Linked DNA regions of Macaca mulatta: region 1 is linked to region 2. A link is a contact called in public Hi-C data. All regions are on one chromosome and are shown on one strand. Each heading gives the region's core, a stretch centred on a gene start, on an enhancer-like site or on the middle of the called end of the contact. The rest is flanking DNA. Distances are from core to core; before and after follow the strand shown. Region 1 holds the start of NREP (neuronal regeneration related protein). Region 2 has its middle 47 kb from the start of STARD4.

Region 1 (4,053 bases), core at 926-3,425, 200 kb before region 2:
AGGAAGGCGGCTGCCGCCCGTCGCCGTCCTCTTTTCCTCAGATGCCCTCTGCTGCAGGTTTATTATTACAGTACGGGCCGCGCCGCCTCTCCCCACGGCCCTGGCGGGCCGCCGGACTGTGCAGCACCCTGGCCGCCTTCACGCCTGGCGCGCCCCCAAACCGCCTCCTCCGCCTCCTTATTTGTCTGAAAAGCAACCGCACGTCGAGGCGGAGAGGCTGGCCGGGGGTGGGGAGGCAGGCCGGGGGTTTGCGCGCGCCCTGCTCCCTGGGCGGGGCCGGAGCGCAGAGCTGCGGGTCCGCTTTGTCTCTCCGGGGCGCCGCGCAGCGCAGTGGGGGCAGTGCGGCGAGCGGGGCGCCTGGGGCGCGGGTGCAGGGTGTCGGGGCGCGCGCGCCTGTTGGCCGCTCGCCGACGGGGCCCCGAGCAGCCGATTCCTGCCGAGTAAGCAGTCTGGCTCCTAGGCGGCTGCACAGTGGCAGCAAGGCTGGGGCGCTGGCTCCGCGCCAGCTCCATCAGAATTAGCTCATTGTTCACTAGCACACTAGCGGGAGAGAGAGGGAAAGGGAGAGAGAGAGACTGTTAGAGAAAGAGAGAGACACACACACTCTTGGAGAGAGAGCGCGAGGCAGGGAGATCATCTCCTCCTCCTTTTTCCAAGGCTGCACTTCTTGGAAGTGAAGCCGGTTTGGGTTTTGTTTCCCTTCCCCCTCCTCCCTCCTCTTCCTCCACCCCTTTCCCCTCCCCCCTCCCTCCCCCAATCCCCCCTCCCCCCCAAGCTGTCTTTCTAGCATGTTGCCCTTTTTCAACCACATTTGTGTTTCAGGTGTAGAGAGGAGAGAGTGAACAGGGAGCGGGGCTTTTGTCTGTAAGTATATGCCATTCCTATCCCCGGCTGGGAGCGCTGCTTTCTCTTTTGTGTCGATTCCTTGCCGTTGCTCTTAGCTGGACCCTTCAACCCTGCAGAGTTCATGCTTCTTCCCTCTAAATTTTAAAGACCTGAAGCGTGTACCTTGGAGAAATTCTGGCATTTTGGTCGTGCTGCATTCAGGCTGGAATTTGACTTGGGTTTTTTTCCTAAAATGCACAAGTTTAGAGGGAGAAATGAATTCTTTTGGGAAGGGGTGGGGTTTTGTGCTTGTTGGTATGGTTAATTTTGTTCTTCTTGCTCATAAAGCATTGTTAGAAACTGTTGTGTTTCTTTGCATTAAATGCACTTTGGTGCATGCAAGCTTTTCCAACCCTTTTATAAAATGAATTTGTGCCCCTCCGTCCTTACACTTGATTACTCTTTCAATGCTGCTGCTTCCGAGGGTCTTCTTAGGCATTCGATCTTGCAGCACTTTTTTCTGCATTTTCTTATAAAGCAGTTGAACTTTGGGGGGGAGGGCCTTAAAAATAAATGACTGTTTTCTTCTTGGTGATGGTAATAATCTGATTTGCATTTATGTGTATCTATAATAACCTTATAGGAAAACTCTAAGAGCGAATGATACCCTTTGTGAGAACTTTTAGTTTCTCCATTCATCTTAATTTTTGTCATAACTGTTAACAAAAGAGCTGCCTTCTGATAACATAAATGTTGAGGGTAAATCACTGCAGCAGTATGTGCATTAATGTTTATTTGGTTTAGGGAGAAGGACAAATGGTGTATATTCCTGACTCCCCCCCACCCCCCCCCCGCCGTGTAGGGTTTTTTTTTTTTTTTTTTTAAACACGGAAGGTTATGTAATGCAGTGCCATTTCCAAAAATATCCACTCTGAGGCATTACACTACACGGTGGAAGGCTGATTCCTATTCTGTCGTCTTGATTGCAAATATACTGCCAGTAGTATGTCTGGGAACAAAGAGCAGCCAGAAAACAATCTATTTTTATCACTTGGTTCTACTTTTAAGTTGCTAAACCTTTTGAACTCATGCAATTTAAAGATGAACTAAACACTAAGAATAGCCCAGGACTCTGCAAAGCCAAGTACCAGGGATTCCTTTGTCCCCTAGTTAAGCCTATAGGCCACTTGGAAAGCTCTTTTAGAAATCCCAGTAGTTAACAATAATTTGCATACAACTTATGTTAACCACAGAAAATGGTTATTCGTCTGTAGCCTCTAAAGAGGCGTTTTTGGTTTGCTGACCTGTGGTGAGGCGATGTGTCTACTGTATTTAAACATATTTTGCAGGTTGGTCTCCCTGGACTGAAGAGAGGGAGAATAGAAGCCCAAGACTAAGATTCTCAAAATGGTAAGACTTGGTCATCAGAGGAGATTCTCAATACTTCTTACCAATCTATTACATATAAATATCAACCACCCATCTTCATCCGCCTCAACCCTTCATTGTTCTACACCCCATCTGACCTTTAAAAGGTTCTATCTCCAGCTCCTGGGAGCGTTGCAGTACAGCAATTTATGTGAATTGGATGTGGCAAATTAGTTCTTTTGACTTGCAGTTATTTTGAATAGAAAACTAAAATTCCTCTTTCAGAAGTGAGGATTTATTTAATTTGAACAACAGAAACTATTCGGTTCTTTAAGAAGAGTGATGTGTTGTGACACGCAAGGAGGTGGTGACAGCAGTAGGGCTCAAACAAAGCTTTGGGTCTTAGAGCTAGTTCGAACTTATCCAAAACTGAGGAGTCTGTCTCCCTGATCAACAGCTACTGCATATGCTATCCTTTAAAGCAATATAGATGAAAAGGATGAATTTTTATATTTATGTACCCCATCTATTTAAATACAATTACTGTTATTTTTCTTGATTTATAACTTCATTTATGAGAGACATGCACTCAATTTTAGAAGTCAAGCATGTTAACCTCTAAATAAAAGTATAACTATTTCTGACAAAGCTTATGATCCACAGAGAATGCAGTTTAATGTTTGATTACTGATTAAAGAAACAGAAGGAATACACATTAAAAGCAGCTGAATAAGTGTATTAATCATCTATGAAAAATTTCCTCTTTGGAAATAAGATGAACTAAAAAAAAATAATAGAAATGTCATAAAACTTTTTAGTGAAGTACAGAGTGTCCTACTGCAGATGTTTATACTCTTTAAAACACCTCTTTGTCACTTAGAATGTGTGATATCCAAATTTAGTTTTAGTTTTTTTTTTCTTTGAAATGAGGGTGGAATTTAATGAATCAAAATTTAATCTGATATCTTTGATGTTTTCTTTGAGAACAACCCAAGTATAAGCTTCCAAGGAGGAAAGTGAATCAGGCAGTGAAATGAGTTCAGTTTGATTTGTATTAACAAGTGTTTTATTTTTTGTGTATGCCTCACTTGCCATTTCAACAAGTGGGTATCAAAGCACCACATGGACCTTGTTGGAAAATGATCAAATTAAGGAACTTGAGGTAGAAAGACGAAAGAAGTGAACATAAAATTAAGCTAATCAATGGATTTTGTGCAAATGGTTCCTAAATTCATATTAAATTCTTAATTAGCTGTTGTCATAGAATAATAGGATGGTAATAAAATCAACTGCTGTAAAGTATTTGTGTTTACTTATTTTTTTTACTGTGACTGGCCACATCACCTTGCCTCCAAGCTCTTTATCTCAGAACCTTACCTACTTTCTGTGACCATAAATAGATCACAAAGGTTCATGTATGTTGCAATATGTCAGGTGACCAGTTTAAACATAAATATGACTACTGACCCTGCCAAAACTAACTCTATAGATCAAGCTCAAAGAGTAAGATATCATGGTTCTGTAGTAGTAAGTAGAATGAGCTTTGTAGAAGGTAAGCATGCCTGCCAAAGCTGAGAGTGGAAGTTGGAACCATTTGAATGCAGAAAAGCAGATGGAAATTATTATTACATGTTAATTTTTTTGCAGTTATCGTTTATGTATGGTGGCAGAATGGAAAATCACAATTTGTTGCTCCGGGAAGGATTTTTACTCATGAAAAAATTCTTACAACTTTTTGGTGATCCTTTCATCAAGATGTCAGTCCCTTTTGGCACAAGCCCATTGCCTGAAATGAAACCACTGACAGTTATTGTCTGTGGGTGATTCCAAGTAACTTTCTAGCAATTCTCTTTTTCCGGA
Region 2 (3,925 bases), core at 955-3,454:
GCTGCAGCAATTAAAAAGAATAAGTTCATGTCCTTTGCAGGGACATGGATGAAGCTGGAAACCATCATTTTCAGCAAACTAACACAGGAACAGAAAACCAAACACTGCATGTTCTCACTCATAAGTGGGAGTCGAACAATGAGAACACATGGACACAGGGAGGGGAACATCACACACTGGGGCCTGGGGAGAGAGAGCATTAGGACAAATACCTAACACTTGAAGGGCTTACAACCTAGACGATGGGTTGATAGGTACAGCAAGCCACCATGGCATATGTAAAACTATGTAACAAACCTACACATTCTGCATATGTATCCCAGAACTTAAAGGAAAATTAAAAAAAAAAAAAAAAGAAATAAAGGAATAACTGAAAGCAGTATCTTGAAGAGATATTTGTTGTACCTAGCAATCTTATTCACAATAGTTAAAATGTGGAAGCAATCCAAGTGCCCATCAATGGTATGAATGGATAAGCAAATAGTGGTATATACATACGGCCTTAAAAAGCAAAGAAATTCTGACAAATGCTATAACATAGATGAAACTTGAAGACACTATGCTAAGTGAAATAAGCCCATCGCAAAAAGACAAATACTGTATGATTCCACTTACATGAGCAACTTAGAATAGTCAAAATCATTGAGACAAAGTAGAAAAGTGGTTGTTAGGGAATGGGAATGTATCAATACATTCTAACATTGCTATAAATAACTACTTGAGACTGGTTAATTTATAAAGAAAAGAGATTTAATTAACTTACAGTTCTGCAGGCTGTACAGAAGGCATGGCTTGAGAGGCCTCAGAAAACTTACAGTCATGGCAGAAGGTGAAGGGCAAGCAAGGCATGTCTTCACATGACCAGCAGGAGAGAGAGCGAAGGGGGAAGTGCTACACACTTGTAAATAACCAGATCTCGTAAGAACTCACTCACTATCACAAGAAGAGCAAGAGGGAAATCTACCTTCATGATCCAATCACCTTCCACCAGGTCCCTCCCCCAACACTGGGGATTACAATTCAACATGAGATTTGAGTGGGTACACAGAGCCAAACCATATTAGAGAAGGAGGAGTATGGAGAGTTATTGCTAAATAAACACAGAGTTTCAGTTTTACATGATCAAAGACTTATGGAGATAGATGATGGTGATGGTTGCTCAACACAATGAATGCATTTAATACCATTGAACTGTACAGCGAGATTTCAAACTTTTCTTCAGCTATGAGAAGATCTGGCAGCACTGGGCCCTCCTGATAGCAAATGAAAGAACACTCCCTTTAGATGGGGTCAGCACTCTCTGGAATGATATAATGCTTATGTCATTTGTGTTTCCACAGCAGTGGAAAATCAGTGCCCATTGTCTTCCATCCTTTTTTATTCAGCTCACTTCATTCATTTTCCTTCTCTGTCTTATCCCCATAACCACTTGAATTTGCAAGGTTCCTCTGCACTAAATTGTTTTTAACCACTGTTTAATCTTGTTTTGCTTTATTCAAATTTAATCGCATCTTAAAACTTCTCCTCTTGTCTTCATTTTATTTATTTTTTATTTTTCTCTTGTCTTCACTTTAGGTGTCGAAATTCATCTACGTAGCTCACTGGTTGCTGAGTGTCTTCAGGACTTTAAATGGCAACTTCATTTCAAAAGCTCTTAACTGTCTACCTTAAAATAATCTATCATGTTAACTCTTAATTATTCAAATACTTTTAATTCACTGTTCTCTAACCTTTTTTTTTTTGAGGAGAATCTGACTTCTGATTAATATTGCCTCCTTTATTCAGTTTAGCTTAAGTTAGAAAACACAAGATGGTAACAGCACCCCTGCCCAGGTTCCTAAACATTGGAGAGCTGCTTATCTTTCAATTAAAACTAAGAGAAGTCTTCAGCAAGTTTGAGGGTCATGTTGGTGTTCCACATTATAGTAAGTCAGCTCTAGGAAGCAAGAACTGATACCTCCACGTACCAGAAAATTGTCATGAACTTCTCTTTAAATGGGACCCAAGGAACTAACCTGGCACTCATGGAAAGCTAAACCTGGGAGACTAACTGTGCAGCTCAGCAAATTCTCTCCCTGATCCACACTGTAAATATTCAATCAAACCTCTTGACACTGTAAGCTAATGGAGTTCAACTAGCAGAAGGTCTTTGGAGGGTAATCAGGTGCTATTAAAAATATGCTAATGGCAGCTTGTGATCTAGCAGCAGGATCCCAGGATTTGGGGTTTGCATGGTAACTGCCAGCAGATAGTTCACACAGAACAGGAACAACAGAATGAATTAGAATGAGCTGTTTAAATGCAACTGTAATGAAGAATGTGGAGCACAATCAGAAAGAATGTTTGGTGCCCTCAGTGGCACAAACAAACAAACAAACAAAAACACATACATACAAAAACACAAGACCTAAAAGTGAAGTGAATGCTTTCCATTTTGCTATGGCAATCAAAGGTCATAGGAGCCAGCTATTGTGAAGAATTTACAATTTAACCTGATGGTTTTATAGAGCACCTGTGACTTTGTTGAAATATGAGTGTTTCATATGTGAATGACAGAAGTGTCATATGTGGATGTGTCTCCTCACCAAGGCTGAAAGAAAAGGTCTGACAGGGAACAGCTTTTAGCAATCTACTCTATCAAAGGCAGTACAGATGGTTGTTTTTGCTTTTAGCTTAACTGAATGTCAAATGGAAAAAAGGGGGGGGGGGCTTCTTCTCATACATATATCCAACACATAGAAAGAGGTTGAATTGGGGCTTGCACCCAAGTGCACATGCATTACTGGGCAAACATAATGCATGTTTAAGTGTGTGTGCACCCATGTGCATTCCTGTATTTTAGTTGTGCCCTACACTTTTTCCCTTCTCTGCCTGAAGCTGGAAATTTCATAGCAACTCAGCCTCTGCCAGTATGAGCTTGAGACCACAAAGAATGAGATTCTTTCCTGTTTTCCCATTGCAAAGCCTAAATGCCATTGTAAATGATTTTTCCTGGCGGGATGTATTAATACAAAAAGACAGGCTAAATTCACTCTACCCATTAGCCTTGCTAACCCTCGTGGCTGAGGGCAATGATACAGAGTAAAATAATGTGGAGGGAGCTGCCGGAAACAGGCAGCAGTGGGATGACTCCAGGAAAACAAAGGTAATATATCTGCATCCAGCACAGAGGCCCTCACGTGCCAGAGATGGAAATGAAGCTGTGAAAACAAAAAGTAGGCAGGCACATCTCTGGGGGCTAAGGAAAAAAGGAGACAAAGAGGCAGACAGACCATGAATTAAGTGAGCTTGGGAATGCAGAGAAGACAACGGGAAAGCTCAAAGAACAATTTGTATGCAGAGGAGTAGGAGCACGGCAAAGAAGAAATTCAACTCCTTAAGGATTTGTGTTTTGATCCACACTGTCCTTAGCCTAGCCTGAAACCCCTGCTTGGGAAAAAGTTTTGTCATTTGAAAAATACCCTTTTAAAATGACTTAGGCATAATTTCCTTTTCTTAGTCACTTCCTTCCTTCGCTTTGATACAATAGTTGCTTAAAGAAAAACCAGGGGAGAAAAGGTGGTGGAAATGCGTACATTTGGAAACAATTGCTATTGTCCTAGACATGTTCAATCTAGCAGAGACTGACAGGTGCTCTGCTGCTGAGAGGATGCAGTTAGATATGCTGTCATAGAAATAACACCTGGGGAACTAAGGTTTTGTGGGAACAGCATGAAATGTATATAATTTGGGACCCTATTTAAGAAAAACAATACAGAATTACAATACAAAATTGTGAAAACATTCTTAGAGAGTTGGAAGGAGCCTGGGGACGTAAGGGTACCATCAGTTAATATCTATTATTTACCATGTGTTACCATGACAACACCTGCGGGGAGCAGCTTTCCAATGAGGGGCCTTTAGTCAAAGAAAAGTACAGGTCCAT

Evidence for each region. Hi-C and Micro-C count contacts between places; a contact is called where the count stands out from the background.
Region 1: a Hi-C map of fetal cortical plate shows a contact between it and region 2, with 2.7 times the contacts expected there. The contact joins the promoter of NREP here to the enhancer-like site in region 2. A contact is called at or near these places in 4 of 14 Hi-C or Micro-C datasets (fetal cortex germinal zone, fetal cortical plate, fibroblasts and 1 more).

The regions. Positions count from the first base shown.
Region 1 is chr6:120,554,591-120,558,643 of T2T-MMU8v2.0, reverse strand. It overlaps NREP (neuronal regeneration related protein), which reads left to right and starts at 2,175. Exons shown (of 3, transcript NM_001193355.3): 1 at 2,175-2,235. The coding sequence starts at 2,233.
Region 2 is chr6:120,357,115-120,361,039 of T2T-MMU8v2.0, reverse strand. No RefSeq gene overlaps it. Among named protein-coding and RNA genes, the nearest start is that of STARD4, 47 kb to the right of the region's middle. Within about 2 kb of position 2,204, at least 8 of the 40 cell types and tissues checked have an H3K27ac peak or open chromatin away from gene starts, as enhancers often do. A contact at or near this core is called in fetal cortical plate, where this site is marked.